Linked DNA regions of Mus musculus: region 2 is linked to region 1. A link is a contact called in public HiChIP or PLAC-seq data. All regions are on one chromosome and are shown on one strand. The core of a region is the stretch at or near the end of the contact, and the rest is flanking DNA. Distances in the headings are between cores, read along the strand shown. Region 1 holds the start of Garre1 (granule associated Rac and RHOG effector 1). Region 2 overlaps Lsm14a (LSM14A mRNA processing body assembly factor).

The links. HiChIP or PLAC-seq counts read pairs in DNA pulled down with a chosen protein or histone mark.
Region 2: a contact with region 1 is called in a CTCF HiChIP or PLAC-seq map of the NIH/3T3 cell line, with 18 read pairs. The contact joins the enhancer-like site here to the promoter of Garre1 in region 1. A contact is called at or near these places in 3 of 39 promoter capture datasets (the C10 cell line, cranial neural crest and embryonic stem cells), 1 of 15 datasets of contacts at CTCF or cohesin (the NIH/3T3 cell line), 17 of 484 Hi-C or Micro-C datasets (the C2C12 cell line, Th1 cells, adipose-derived mesenchymal stem cells and 8 more), 12 of 115 datasets of contacts at active chromatin or transcription factors (CD8 T cells, the SCID.adh cell line, bone marrow-derived macrophages and 7 more) and 3 of 9 other capture datasets (adipose tissue, liver and pancreatic islet).

Annotation. Positions count from the first base shown.
Region 1 is chr7:34,312,263-34,314,884 of GRCm38.p6, reverse strand. Garre1 (granule associated Rac and RHOG effector 1) reads left to right here and starts at 1,338. Exons shown (of 14, transcript NM_172741.3): 1 at 1,338-1,393.
Region 2 is chr7:34,347,512-34,350,133 of GRCm38.p6, reverse strand. Lsm14a (LSM14A mRNA processing body assembly factor) reads left to right here. Exons shown (of 11, transcript NM_025948.3): 10 at 2,152-2,208. The coding sequence ends at 2,175. Among named protein-coding and RNA genes, the nearest start is that of Garre1, 35 kb to the right of the region's middle. Within about 2 kb of position 1,318, at least 58 of the 459 cell types and tissues checked have an H3K27ac peak or open chromatin away from gene starts, as enhancers often do. A contact at or near this core is called in the C2C12 cell line, the NIH/3T3 cell line, adipose-derived mesenchymal stem cells and 6 more, where this site is marked.

The DNA.
Region 1 (2,622 bases), core at 89-2,588:
CTGAGCCATCTCACCAGCCCCACAACCACCCTTTTTTAACTTTTCTTTATTTCTCTGTAATAAATTTGCCTTCATTTCAGTTACTCCTCTAAGTGTTTATGTCTTTCATCTTTATCACTGTGAGAACGTCAACTTTGTAGCCCCTGACCTGGGTGGACCTTTAATGATCACTGAGTCTCTAGCACCCTAGGATCTGGGGCCAAGCACAACCCAGTCCTGAAAGATTTTGTTGTTTTCAAATACTGCATCAAAATCTACATCCATACTTTCCCCTAATGCTGAGGGTGAACCCAATGCCTGTCCTGTGCTAAGTAAGTGCTTTACCACTAAACTGGATTTCAGCCTGATACAACCATTCCTGCCTCCGGGTTTCAGACCTCGAGTCTGGGCAATCCTGACAGCTTCCCAAGTACTGCCAAATAAGCCCTTGTTTAAAACAGGGAGTTTGGAATGTTCTTAGATAAATCCTATCTTCTCTAGTTTTCTGACAATGAAACATTTGATAATTATTCACCTTTTGTGTGTGTGTGGTTTTTTTTTTTTTTTTTTTTTTTGAGACAGGTTCTATGTAGCCTTGGCTAGCCCTGGATTTGCTATGTAGACCAGGCAGGGTTCAAATTCATAGAAATCTGCCTGCTTCTGTCTTCTGAGTGACTGGGACTTAAAGGTATGCACCACCACTCCCAGCCTAAAACATGTGTCTTAACCTCCCAAACTCTCATTGCAAAACCCTGGGGCTGTAATATGTGCCCCTGACAAGTTGAGTAGTACTCTATCTCCGAGCTACGATCTCGGGTCCCTTTCGCCTATTTGTGTTTTGCTGTGTGCTGTCATGTAGTCCTCCTCAGGTTTTGTTTTAAAATTCCTTTTTTTTTTTTTTTTTTTTCCTTTTTCTTTTAGGGATCTTAGCTCTTGATCTAACCCGGAGGGTAATTATCTGGACATCCACTTCCATTGGGTCGGGGTACTCTCTCCTTCTCTCTTCTACTTTCCCCTCCTACCATCTGCCACAAATGGCACTACATCATTACAGTGATTTGTGACAGTAGTATTCTGTTGGCACCGCTCACGAAGCAATCCCTGAGGGTGCTAGTACTATCCCGCTCCTACATCGTCTGTCAGGTGTGATGTCTAGCGATCAATGGTTCTATCATTAATTTCAATGATAAATACGCGAGGACGCAACCGAGCCCCTCAGCAGGGTTCCGACTAGGTCTGGAAACAGGGAGGGAACGCAGAGCTTCGCCGCCGCCCATCCAGCACGAGGGGAGGGTGGGCTCCGGCCGGGGAAACCGCAGCGACCGCCTGGGGCGGGGGCGGGGCCGCCCGCCGACGTCACTTCCGGTGTACACAGCCGGTCCGGGCGGTGCGCCGGAGCCGGGGCGCTTCGCAGGTGAGGTACGGTCGCCAGCGGGCTCGGGTCGGCGGGGACTGGCTAGGGGTAGCGGGCGGCGGGTCGCAAGGGCGACTGGCATCGAGGCGAGCTCGCGGGGTGCCGCTTCCCTCGGCGCCGTCCCTCGCCCGCCTGCTGTGGAGGACGCCGGGCTCGGCGGGCGCTGGCCGGGCGGACGGAAGCCCGGAGGGGCCTCTCGGCGCGCGCCCGGGACGAGACCCTGAGGGGCGCGTTGGCGCTGAAGGACGCGGCTGCCTTGGGCCGCCGCGGGGGATCCGCTCCCGGAAGCTCGGGGCGCCGTGCGCCCGGGGCTGGCGGCCTGTGGGCGACCTGGGTCCACGGGCACAGGCGGGCGCCGCTGCCCTCAGGCCGCCCCGCGGCTCCCCGGCCGGCCGCGCGCCCCTTCCTGGCTCCCTCTGAGCCCGTGGGCGCGGCGGGGGTCAGAGGAGGGCCGAGGCTGGGCTAGGACTGAGGAAGGACCCACACCCGTCGGGCGAGCGCCGGGGTCAGGGGTGTGTCTTCCTGCTCCTCGTGGAGCAGGGGAAAAAGAGCATGCCTGTTTGGCATGATAAGAATTTTGTTTATACTTTAACCAAAATTGCCTGGGAAACGATCAGCCTGGGGAGCCCCCAGTTTGAAAATAGATTGTCCTTGCCCTTCCCCACCCGTTGCCATTATGAAAGCGATTCATTCTTCTGTCCTTGTAAAAAACACTCGCCACTGTATACAAAGTGTCAGGAGGGAAAATGACCACGGCGACTCGGTGACAACCGCTCCTAACATTTTGGTGACATCAGTAAGTGCAGATATATATACTGTCACTCTTAGAGGTTTTGTAGTAGAACATCGAGTACCATAATTTATCCAAACTCTAATGAATATTTGATTGTCCCTGTCACAAGAAAAAACACTTGTGGCAAAAAGGATTTATTTGATTATTGTCTTCGGCTAAATTTACAAATGGGGGTCAAAGGTAACATTCCGTTTTTCTCCTTGTGGATATGCTTGGAAACCTCAAACGCACTGTTGTAGAAAATTACATCTGTGTTTGCTTCTCATAATTGCTTTAACATTTTTAACCTTTTTTAAAAAATTTGTTTATTTACTCATACTTATTTTGAACAGACCCCCACGGTGTAGACCAGATTGGCCTTAAGCTCACAGAGATCTCTCTGCTTCAGTTTCTCAAGTGCTAGAATTAAAGACACAGGCCAAGAGGCCTTGCCTTT
Region 2 (2,622 bases), core at 69-2,568, 35 kb before region 1:
AAAGGGCAAAATCCTGTTATACAGAGAGCCACTGATAATAACAAAAGACAGTTGCAAAAATTTGCTGATAGGAGTTTTGTTGTCCAGTTTTTAAAACCAGCCATTGTTGAGGGTCTATGTGGAAGGACGTTGGTATTCGTGGCTTTGGGACCAGCTATGTTGATTTTAATATCTTGGATATTGTGCCCAGCCACACAATTACAAGACCCCTTCAGAGCTCAGAGCTCCTCACATCATGGACTGCTCTTGCTTATCTGGTGTCTTAGAGTTACCAGTGACCCCAGCATAGCTCAGTAGTTCTTCCTCAAGTGGAGTACTTGACACTGATGATTAGCCACTGACTTGGGGTTTGTCTTTCCTTCATTCCTTTCTCTCTTTTTCCTTTTGAGACAGGGTCTTCCTGTGTAGCCCTGGATGTCCTGAAACTCATTATGTAGACCAGGCTGGCCTCAAACTCACAGACCCCAGACTCTGTGACTAAAGCTGTATGACACCCTGTCTAGCCTTAATTTCTTTAATACTCTTCGATTTTGTCTGAAACATTCTATATGTCGTTTCATGATCTGTTTCTCTCTCCTCATCAGAAATCTAGTATTGTGTCTAGTCCTGTTGACTGTGGGGCCACCCTCTGCAGCCTTGTGCGTTTTTGAGTGCCCACAATATTCTTATCTAGAGTTGTGTTTGTTTGTTTGTTTGTTTTTTCTCTTTCTAACTTACAATTTCCTCCCTCCCTTCCTTCCTTGCTTCCTTCCTTCCACCTAATGCTGCCTAGAATGTTTAGGGATTGGTAGAAGGTATCTTACACACAAAGTCAGAATCCCAGTAGCCAAGGCTGGCCTCAAATTTCTGTGTAGTTGAAGGTGATCATGAACTTCTGATCTTCTTGCCTCTGCCTCCCAAGTGCTGGAGTTATACGTGTGGGCCACCATACCTGAGTTTTGTGTGATAGGGATTGAGCTCAGGGTCTCACGAATGCTAGGCAAGCACTCTTTCAACTGAGCTATACCCCAGTCTTCAGTATTCTTGAGAGAGAAGGTGAGTGTGAGCTGCTGTGTGTATGCTGGTGTGCTCACAGTCACCCATGTGTGCTTTCTTGCTCAGATACTTTCACTCCCTCTTCTGTGAGTTTGCCTACTTGTTGTTTTGTCTCACATATTGCTTCTGCCGTATATTTCTTGGGTCCCACCTACTTTGTGTCCTTAGACTGACCTTGCCCCTTTTCTGGGTTGTTCTGGGTAAACCATTCATATGTGACCACCTCACTACATCCATTAATTTGGAATGCCAACTATATGACGCCCACAGATGAAATTCCTGACAAGTAGTTTATGACAGGAAGGGTTCCAGGGAACGACCCACCCAGGGAGGGAAGGCACAGCAGTGGGTGCTTGAGGAGGCTGCTCACACGACACCAGCAGCTGGGAAGTAAAGACAGTTGAGTGCTGCTGCTCAGGTCTTCCTCTTCTCAGTTCAGGACCCCAAGCCCGTATTCATTCTCACCCCCAGCCTCAATCCTGTCAAACAGACAATCAGGATTAGCCATCACACCTAAACTCCCTTAGACATTTACAGTGATTCTCATTGTGAAACGAGAAGCTTTGTCCTGGAGCACTGAACTCTTTTCTAAAGCATTATGTCCTGCTAAACCCCCGGAGTGGAAGTTGCTGCTCTGGGCAGCCTTACTAAGATCAGCTGGTTTAGTGTATGAGCACTGACTGGTGTGAGTGTCAGTAAGAAAGGGGATGTCTGGATTGGGATATGAGTGTAGTCAACTTCTTTCTCATATGCTACTGTTAAGTAGTTTCAGTGACTGTGGTGGGTAATACATTTGAGTCTTATATTCAGTCAGAGATCCTGAGACAATGAGGAATTTGGAATGGAGACTGGAGGTGACTCAGTTTGGTTACCAACACCCATGTCATATCTGCCTGTAACTCCAGTGCCAGGCAGTCCTCTGGCTTCCACAGGCATGCATACACAGAGAGACAAATGATATATATGGAGGTTTTTTTGTTTCTGTTTTTAAATTTGGGCGGGTGTGGGAAGAATCTGAAATGACTCAGTCTCTTTCCTTCCCCTTTTATTTTCTTCTCCCTCCCTTACCCCCTTTCTCTCCCTGTCTTTCTCCTATCTTTTTTTTTAACCTTTCAGAAAACCACGGCTTTTGGACCCTAAAAGGTCTGGATTGGTCATACTGCTTTCTGAAAGGTAAAAAAAGAAAAGAAAGAAAGAAATTGGGAGGTGTGAAGGTTGGTTTGGTGGGGACAGAGGGCTATCTTTAGTTTGGTACTTGTTTCTAGACCAGCTTGTACGTTGCCATGTGTGTTTCAGTTTAAAGTAACAGAACACACAGTTTGGTATTGTACCCTCAGAGGAAGTTTTTCAACTAGGAAGTAGCTGACCTCCTGTAACTGGGATGTACATCTGTAAAAATTAGATGTGGTACAGGGTGTGGTTGTACACACCTTTAATCCCAACAGTTGGGAGGCAGAGGCAGAAGAATTTCTGAATTCCAGGTCAGCCAGGGCAGTTACACAGAAAAACCCTGTCTCTTGGGGAGGCGGGGGGTGGGGGGGATAGGTATGGCCATCATTCTGTGTATGAGGGGGATTGGCTCCAAAA